Regions from separate parts of the Mus musculus genome. Here region 1 is linked to region 2. The links are chromatin contacts, called in public promoter capture Hi-C maps. All regions are on one chromosome and are shown on one strand. The core of a region is the stretch at or near the end of the contact, and the rest is flanking DNA. Distances in the headings are between cores, read along the strand shown.

Region 1 (5,160 bases), core at 408-2,907, 170 kb after region 2:
ATCCCCAGCACCAAAAATAAGTAAGTAAATAAGCAAATAAGCAAACAAACTGTTCCCTGGAGAATAGCAAACCGCTTCCTTGGAAGAAGCCCTGGATAGTGTTCTTCAAAGGGCGGAACTGTATGTGATTGGCATGCTTGTATATGTATATGTATATGTATATGTATATGTATATGTATATGTATATGTATATGTATATGTATATATTTTTTCTGATCTATACATTTACTGCTATGAGCATTTACAGTAATGAAAATCAGTATGCTTCAAAGAGGGATTGGAGGGCAATCTTTTGAGAGGACAGGGCTCCACACTTGTCAAAGGTGCCTACTTGGGGAAAAAAAATCACATTTCTAAGCCCCATTTGTACAACTGTAAAAGACCTACCTACCTGGGGTGATCAGGCACTCTGGCAGCTGTTATTTATTTAACAAGAGTTAAAATGTCAGCAATGGCTTGCCCCTAAGTTCTCACTGCGTCTTGGACACTGGGCATTGGGAAGTGTCACCTCTCAAAGATATGGGCTATTCCTCCCTTCCAAACTTATTTATTTTGCACATTGTGGGAGAAAGGTGGGGTTCCTGCTGTCGTTAAGTAACCTCTGGAGTCTTTAGCCAGAGTGACAGAAAGAAAACACTAGGAATTTGGAGTCGTCTCTTTCCTTAGATCGGAGGCTAAGAATAAGCAAACACGTTTTATATAGGTATGGGTCACTCAACTCCTTTAGCCAGCTAGGAGCCAGGACCAGTGCTGGATGCCTTCATACAAGAGCCCTTAACAAGATCTGCTTTGGCGTTAGGCACTTGCAGCATCCAGTTTCCGTGTAGGCGCTGATAGACACTTCCTCCCCTTGCCCACAGGGCCCTCTCACGGTCACTCACCCAGCACCTTCCAAAGGAGAAGGTTTTGGGGGCTGAACCAGCTCCACCCCAGAACCACACTGACTAGGTTCTTTCCTGCCCATCACCACCAAGACCAGGGTGGATTCTCCCCGACTTCGCCACATAAGGGCTTAGACGATCATCTGAGGGTCGTGAAGATCTTGCCACAGTCCGCGACAGCAGCAGTGGGATAGGAAATCGTTTGGGGGCCAAAAAATACCAAGGGAAAGGACTAGCACACCAGCAACTTTCCTGTGTCTCCGTGGGGGAAGTTCCACCTCTCGTCTAAGCAGCAGCTTTCCTGCATGAAAGCTCTGCTCAGATCCAGATACAACCTAGATTGTCTGGCCCATGGGCGCTCAGACGCCCCCGCGAGCTGGGGAGCATTTTCCCCAGGGCTTGGCTCAGATCAGGCAGGCGCCTTCCATCATCCAATACAATATTTCAGCACCATTCTTTCCCACATTGTTCCTAGGTCTTCCGCACCCACTTCCATCCCTCACTCACCCCCCAGGGGTTCTCGTGTGCCCCTTGCCCCAGAACACGCTGAGTTCAAGTATGGACTTACCGTGCAGCAGTCCATTGCCGGTGTTGAGGGTCCTTGGCTGGGGTGGAGCCTGGCGCAGAGCGGGGGTGGGTTTGTACGATGCTGGGTGGCAGCTCAGGGGCTGTCGGGCACTCCCCGACCAGCGCAGAATCCTTGCAGAACCAGCCTCTCTCCTCTTGGGTCCGGTCTCCCGCGCTCCGCAACTCTTGCGAATGTAACCTGAGCCCTGCGGCCTCGAAGCCAATCAGAAGACACTTTCTGCAGGGTGGGCGGGGAGAACTGGAGCGAGGACCACTCCTTCTCTCGACTCTCTCCGCCTCGCTCGCTTTGGTGCTCCAACCTCTCCACCTACACACTTCCATCCATTCCTCCTACACACCCCATCTCCCAAATTCACCCCCCCCCCCGCTTTCTAAGTCGCAGACTGCCAGGCAGATGTACGTCGGAGTAAGCACAAGGCCTCCAACATCCAGGGCACAAATACACATCTGGGTGCAGCACGCCCTACCGCCCATAGATAGAAAACCACGAACCTCACCCACCTCCCTGTTCTAGAGTCCCAAACATTACTCCCTCTATTTCCCCTCTCTGCAGAGATGCCCTCCTCACTCTAGTTACAGAGAAACCTGATGGTAGACAGCCTACATGATGGGCACATAGTGACATAGACGCTCCAAGCCTCATGCATCCATACATACTCCCAGGCGGGGTGGTGTGGTGTATCTTCCCACATACAGACACTGCAGACACAATAGGCAAAAACAACTCCACAGGGCCGTGTCCACACACCCTGTGAAGCACAGGTAAACGGTAGACCTCCTGTTAGTTAGCACATAGACAAAAATACCTGCATTCTCACTGCTGGCAATGTCTGCACTAAGTGTTTTCTTTTTAAAATTTTTAGCAAGAACACTGTATTGTCACACGTTGATTCTACGTATTAATTGATTCCATTGTGACCTACTTGTGCCCTTTAAACCATGTTCACCTGGTTACCCTCTTTTGCCCCTTCCCACTCCTGATAACCCCTACTCTTTCCACAAGTATCCCTTTTATTGCCATGTCTTTTTTTTTGGAATGGGGGGGTGTCGAGAAGGAACCCATTGAATTTTGTTAGTGTTGTTTATAGGAGCACGGGCAAGGGCTTCTTTACAGCATTGTAGGCACTGTACTAGTGACTGCACCCCTAAAGTAAATGTCTCTCCCTACCTCACCAACTATTAATTGTGTATAAATCTTCAGGGTGGGGTGGTACCTCATAAGCCCCTCCTCTTTCCATGATAGAGTGTTAATGGGCCCACTCTTGTGGAGATCTTGTGCAGGTGATCCAGCTGTTGTTAACTCAATAGCCAAGTCATGACTGGAAATCATCATTCCATACCTCACCCCCCTTCTTCTGGTTCTTAAATTCTTCCTACCCCTTCTTCCATGATGTTTCCTGAGCCTTGGAAGTATTGGTATATATGTGTCCTCTCTATGACTTGGCATCCAATAGCCTCTAATTCTCAGTATTTTGACTAGTTCTAAGTGTCTTCCATCATCACCGACCAAGTATCTATTTTGTATCTCTCCATGACCTGTGATCTATCTGTCTACTTATCCATCTATCTATCCTTCCATCCATCTGCACCAAATAAAATCACGTACACCCAGCACCCACTTTGAATGTATTTATATCCTGGTACAGACTTAGCACACCCACCCATCCCACTCCTCACACTAGACTTCCTAACCTTTTGATTCACCGCTTCAAAATAAGACAAAAGTTAGCCACCCTCACACTTGCTCTTTGGAAGAAAAAGGATGCTGTCAAACCAAGCAGTGTTGCGGTTATCACTGGTTTTGGCCCTTTGGGCCCATGCTGGGGCAGGATGTGGTTTAGAGAGAGGCTGGAAAGCAGAGATATGGAAAGGAACATCTGGGGTATGTAGCTTGACCTTTTTGTGGTCTCTAAACCTCCTAGCCTGTCAGGGTAGTATAGCTGACTGTGTCACATGATACCTCCTAGCCTGTCAGGGTAGTATAGCTGACTGTATCACATGATACCTCCTAGCCTGTCAGGGTAGTATAGCTGACTGTATCACATGATACCCAGGTGGTTGGGATCCCTTTGAGAAAACTCAAGTCCTCCTCAGCTAAGTTCTCCAAGGAGGGACAGGGAAAAAAATTACTGCTTAGAGTAGAGAGGAAGAAATGCCTGGTGTCTCTGAACAGGACAAGGGACCTCAAACAGCCAAGCTGCAATGGATCCCACTGTCACAGGCCAGCCACACTAGGACTGTTGAATGCTTCTATTCCACTGAGTGTCTAGGTCATGGCTTTCCTTGTTAAAGGGAGAATGAGTGGGAGGGATATACCAGTGTCCACTCAGGTTGGGAACATGATTAGCCAGCTTGGGGCTCCGAGCTGAGCTGAAGGCTGGCTGGGATTCCAGGGTTGGGGTGTAGGGGTGTCTCTCCCAGCATGTTTGGGACCCACCCACCCCTGTAACAGCAAATCTGTTCCCCAATCTGTCTCTGGCACATCTTTAGTCCCCCCCCCCCTCCACCAAATGGCAGGATGTCCTAGGAACTAAGGTCCTTGCCTAAATGACAAACACATCTGTAGCCTCTGCCTGTGCCAACTTCCCCTGTGCTTTTACTCCAGGACCCAGAGGGGAGACGGAAGGGGGAAACAGAGGGGCAGAGAGGATATCAGATCTGGACTCTGCCTTTCCCAAATTAGAGCTGAGGAATTCGGGATTTGGTGAGTCTGCGGTAAAGTCTTCGAGTTGCTAGGCAACATTGCTCTGCAGGCTCTGCTGCCTCTGGGCCCTTCTTCCTGCTGGTCAGAACTAAAAGGAGGGGTATCTTTACCCCCCTCTTCCAACTCCCACACAGCACCTCCCTCCCTCCCTCCTGTAAGACACCTTTGTGTGGGGTGAGGGTGTCTGAACACTGGCAGACCCATGGGATACCAGATACGGCAACTGTCAGTTCCAACCACAAAACAACCATTTCAGCAACAGCCCACTTGAAGTGCCCACACAGAACTGGCCTCAGTGCTTGGCCTGGGGGATGGGCAGGCTTCAAGGTGAGGAAAAAACAGACAGAGAGGAAGGCAGAGCCCAGATTGAGAAGACAGACACACTCACAACTCAAATACACAGAAGTAAGTGAAACACACACACACAGACGCAAAGGCACACAACACTGGCTGCTCATATATCTTCAGGAACACCCTGAGCAGGCTGTCACACTGTGACATCCAACACTTCTTCCTGTTGGATTCCATCACTGCCTCGGAGCACAGCTTAAGGCTAGTGGGAAACCTCTCTTCTGGACAAGGTGCCTGGACTTTGTCAGCAAGGTGAGCTGATTGGGCTCTGAACCCATGGTTTTCTAGGTGAGCTTGGAGAAGGGACAGGAGCAGCCTGGGGCCCTTGTGAGTGACTGCATGCATTTGGTCTTTGGCAACGTGATGTCAGGTTATGCTTCTTACCACAGCCTACTGAACTTTAGGGTCTGGGTGTAGGAGGTCAAGTTTTAGAGAATGTCTTAGGGCTAATTTGGCTTAGACCTTGAAGCTTATATTTTTTGACACCTCCAGTTTCAACAGTCCTGCCCATTTGCTAGCTCCCACAACTGTCGAAGGCAAGGATTACAGACCTGGAAAGAAGAGTTCTAGAAAGGGCCAGGGTTAGGGAGTGTGCCAGGGTATGCTACTACCCTGGGCTGGAGCCAGCAAGAATTG
Region 2 (4,585 bases), core at 1,966-4,465:
AAGAAGGGGAAGGAAGCGTGTTGTAGACTATAACTCACAGGCATTTCAATCCTCCTGTTTCTGGGTCTCAGTGCCCATTTCAAGGCCGCAGGTATTAGTGGCTTCAACCACTGTGCTGGAGCTCAGTGAGGCCTTCACCCTCAACTGCTCCCATGAGAATGGCACCAAGCCTAGCTACACGTGGCTGAAGGATGGCAAACCCCTCCTCAATGACTCCCGAATGCTCCTGTCCCCTGACCAAAAGGTGCTCACCATCACCCGAGTACTCATGGAAGATGACGACCTGTACAGCTGTGTGGTGGAGAACCCCATCAGCCAGGTCCGCAGCCTGCCTGTCAAGATCACTGTGTATAGTAAGTTCCCCTGCCTGCCCAAGATACAAATATCCACTGGGACAAAAGGCATTCCGGAGAGTGAGTGTCTAGAGCAGTGGTTTTCAACCTTCCTAATGCTGTGACCCTTTAATCCAGTTCCTCATGTTGAGGTGACTTCCAACCACAAAATGATTTTCATCACTACTTCATAACTTTAGTTTCACTGCTGTTATACATCATAATGTAAATGTCTATGTTTCCTGATGGTCTTAGGCAAGGTGACCCTGTGAAAGGGTCGTTTCACACACACTCACAAACACACCCCTGGGCGGGGGAGGATTGCAACCCACAGGTTGAGAACCGCTGGTCTAGAGGGAGTGAGACAGGGGTAGAGTTGGGCTAAAAGTGCTTGGAAGACAGCCACACGTAGGAGGCAGGCTCCAGGTGAGCTCTGCTATTGCCTATCCATGCTGCCTGGGATCTTTTCTCTTCCCTCCCCTGCTAATATTCTACTCACCATACCTGCTCCCCTCCTCAAAGTGCCCCTACCGCTCTGCCTCTCTCTCCTCAGGAAGAAGCTCCCTCTATATCATCTTGTCTACAGGAGGCATCTTCCTCCTTGTGACCCTGGTGACAGTTTGTGCCTGCTGGAAACCCTCAAAAAAGTCTAGGTAACTAGTCAACTTCTACACCTTAGTTTTTCTTCAGTCTATTTCAGACCCAAGTTTAATGTTAATTGAGCTATTGAATGTTTTTAGCATTGAATCTGGTGTCACATTCTACTACTGAGCCTTATCCTTATTTCCCAAGTGCTCTCTCTCTCTCTCTCTCTCTCTCTCTCTCTCTCTCTCTGTCTCTGTCTCTGTCTCTCTCTGTGTGTCTTTCTCTCTGTCTCTCTCTGTCTCGGTCTCTCTCCCGTGTGTGTGTGTGTGTGTGTGTGTATAGGTATGAGTATGGGTACGTGTTGGTATTGGCATGGGTATGTATGGATGCACATGTGTGTGGATCCAGAGGTACACTTTTGGTATTATTCTTCTGCCTGCCTTTGCTTTCTCAGTCCTGGGGTTACAACTGTATTCGACTACAGCTATCTTTTTTAAATGGATTCTTAGGACTAACTCAAGCCCTCATGTGTATAAGGCAGTCACTTTACCAAATGGGCTATCCCTCCACCCCAGCTCCCAATTCTATTCTCTGCTCTTTGAATTTTTTCCTCCTAGTGTATTTTTCCATTGTATTTGGAGTTGCGTCTGTGCTCAGTTACCTCTGACCACCCTGCCATGGTTGATGGTGATTTCTCCTTGGGTTTGACAGCTAGCTGGGTTACTGTGCTGCCTTTTAAGACAAAGAACCTACAGTTTACAAGGGGGAAAATTCTGAAACTCACACTGAATGAACAGCCTACCTATGGTCACAATGCTAACAACAGTTTTAACATGCAAACGTAGATGTGCCTCATTCCAAAGACTACCATTCCTTGCCATCTTCTCATCACAAGGCTTCTTCTGTGGGCATTAGAACCCTTTCTGTGTCCATTGCTTAGATGTCCTGTGGTCAATAGCTCTGTTCTCGGCGGGGGGCTGGTTTGATTTGCAGGAAGAAGAGGAAGTTGGAGAAGCAAAACTCCTTGGAATACATGGATCAGAATGATGACCGCCTAAAATCAGAAGGTAAGCTCCCAGCTACCCGTGGACCCAGCCCATCAGCATTCACATCAGAGAGACCTCCTGGGAAAAGGAAAAGAGGGCGATGAGGAATTATCAGAGTCAAGAGGGTGCAGGTACAGAATATAGGTGCTGGATGGTGTAGAGCAGTGGTTCTCAACCTGTGGGCCATGACCCTCTTGGGGTAGAATGACCTTTTCTCAAAGATCGTTACAAAACAGATATTTACGATTCGTAACAATAGCAAAATTACAGGTATGAAATAGCAACAAAAAATAATTTTATGGTTGGGGGTCATCACAACATAAGGAACTGCATTTAAGGGTTACAACATTAGAAAGGTTGAAAACCACTGATGTAGAAGATCTGTCCGTGGACCAGACTCCCTATTCTTTCCCTATGCAGCAGATACCCTACCCCGAAGTGGAGAACAGGAGCGGAAGAACCCAATGGCACTCTATATCCTGAAGGATAAGGTAAGCTACTCGGTCAATGAGAACCTACAGCATGCTAGGGAGCGTGTGACGTGGCCATTCCTTTGCAATGTTTGCAGAAATCTTTGTATTTCTGCAGTATTTTCAAAAATCCCCACTTAAGAAATTGGAAAATGAGACAGAGAGACAAAACAACGTGTGAAGGGCTAAACAAGCAAATGAGTGGCAGACCTGCCCATCACAATACAAGTGACGGTCACCGTACAATCTCATGGACCACCCTAGCTCCCACCATGTCCAGGCTATTCAAAAGACCTATTTGGTGGTCGCCAGAGCCCTTCCACTCTTCTCTGCTCACATGCAATAGACCTACTTGACAGAACTTTAAGAGGATAGACGAGGCTCTGAATCATGTTAACATTTACTGAGTACCTGCCACATGTCTGGGCCACAAGGTGTCGTCTGCCGTCTGCCGTCTAGTGGACGTGGCGGGTGTGGCTGGAAACTCCCGAGAGACACACTACACACACAACCTGTGCGTGCCTCTTTAGTCCCAGTCCCTAAAACAAAGAGCTCCCAGATTGGGTTCAGGGGACAACTGATCCTTGCGTCGCCTGTGTTTGCAGGATTCCTCAGAGCCAGATGAAAACCCTGCTACAGAGCCACGGAGCACCACAGAACCCGGTCCCCCTGGCTACTCCGTGTCGCCGCCCGTGCCCGGCCGCTCTCCGGGGCTTCCCATCCGCTCAGCCCGCCGCTACCCGCGCTCCCCAGCACGTTCCCCTGCCACTGGCCGGACGCACACGTCGCCACCGCGGGCCCCGAGCTCGCCAGGCCGCTCGCGCAGCTCTTCGCGCTCACTGCGGACTGCAGGCGTGCAGAGAATCCGGGAGCAGGACGAGTCAGGGCAGGTGGAGATCAGTGCCTGAGCCTCCTCGAGAGCCCTCTGCGGTTGCCCACGGTCTGCTGTCCGCGGCTGGGGGGGGAGGCTGAGAAGTCCTGATGCCTCTGGCCAGGAGTGAAAGGAGATCGTGGCCTGATCCCCGTTTAGGGTGCACACGCGTGTGAGTTTGCACAAATGGCTGATCTTGGTGTTAAACCCGGTTGCATGTGCGCTGGGTTTACTGGCTGTGTTCTCTGGCTGTGTTCTCAGTGGGTATGAGCTGTGCCCTCTTAGGACTACATAGATTATTAAATTTCTGGCCCAATCCCCTAAAGGATTTTATGGAAACTAACAGTAATTTTACCCAGTGAGACGATCCTATGCGCCCCCTGGCAGTGTTTATACTTCCCATCCACCTCCCAATCCCACATGCCTCTAACCCCTAAAGTCTGTGGTAGCCCCCCCCCCAGCCCAATTTAGAGGCCACTTACCCCCGAACACACATTGTCCTAAAACTAAAGACAAGTCTGATGCTGGTTCCTGGGTACACAGGGCCTGTTCTGATTACAAAGATGTCGTCTTAAGGACCTTTTCTGGACATCTGCTTCCCCATCTTTCCAGGTGATAAGAGTGAACCCCAGGTGCATTCCTAAGACCCTGGGAACTTGGGGCTAGGCCAGGACAAGCTATCAGGCCTCCAGTGGCCTCCCCAAAAGTGTGTCATACTGGTCTTCCTTCCAGTTTGCGTTCATGAGAATGTGGGTAGGCTTGTTCCTATAGAGACTGGTGTGGCCACTCACCGACGACCCAGCAAACTGCCCCTGACAAGGACCTGGTTTTAACCATTCATGCTCTTCTTCCTGACTGTTATTTTACAAAACAAGCTTTCAATCATCCCCAGGAAGGCTGAGAAGCTTCCTTGAGCTGTAAGAAAAAAATAAGATTCCACTCTCCAGAGAAACGTGGAAAGAGAAAGAAGCTTAACATGCCCCAACATGTCAAAGCAAGATGGCCAACCCCCTCGCCTCCTGCTTTCCACCTGCCGTGGTCCTAGATGCTCAGAACCCAGGACAGTGGACAGAGCTGTAAAAACAGCACATGAATAGATGAAAGACAAGAAGACCCGGGGCGGGGGGTGGGGGTGGGTGGGTTCTGTCCTCTCTCCCCTAATGTCCCCAGGGACCCTTGAATCTCTTGTCCCTCCTCGACTCGTACAACTTCATCTTTTCTTCTGCATCATCTCATGAACAACTTCCAAGACCCCATATCCATCACCTCCACACCAGAACA

The links. Promoter capture Hi-C pulls out the DNA fragments that hold promoters and counts their contacts.
Region 1: a contact with region 2 is called in a promoter capture Hi-C map of liver. The contact joins the promoter of Nrgn here to the enhancer-like site in region 2. A contact is called at or near these places in 9 of 39 promoter capture datasets (the 3T3-L1 cell line, 3T3-L1-derived adipocytes, the C10 cell line and 5 more) and 2 of 9 other capture datasets (liver and pancreatic islet).

The regions. Positions count from the first base shown.
Region 1 is chr9:37,551,088-37,556,247 of GRCm38.p6, forward strand. Nrgn (neurogranin) reads right to left here and starts at 1,658. Exons shown (of 4, transcript NM_022029.2): 1 at 1,450-1,658. The coding sequence starts at 1,464. It overlaps Gm46107 (a long non-coding RNA gene), which reads left to right and starts at 4,357. Exons shown (of 2, transcript XR_001779124.2): 1 at 4,357-4,776.
Region 2 is chr9:37,381,471-37,386,055 of GRCm38.p6, forward strand. It overlaps Hepacam (hepatocyte cell adhesion molecule), which reads left to right. Exons shown (of 7, transcript NM_175189.4): 3 at 72-353; 4 at 886-985; 5 at 1,911-1,984; 6 at 2,384-2,454; 7 at 3,039-4,585. The coding sequence ends at 3,341. Among named protein-coding and RNA genes, the nearest start is that of Hepacam, 16 kb to the left of the region's middle. Within about 2 kb of position 3,216, at least 133 of the 459 cell types and tissues checked have an H3K27ac peak or open chromatin away from gene starts, as enhancers often do. A contact at or near this core is called in liver and pancreatic islet, where this site is marked.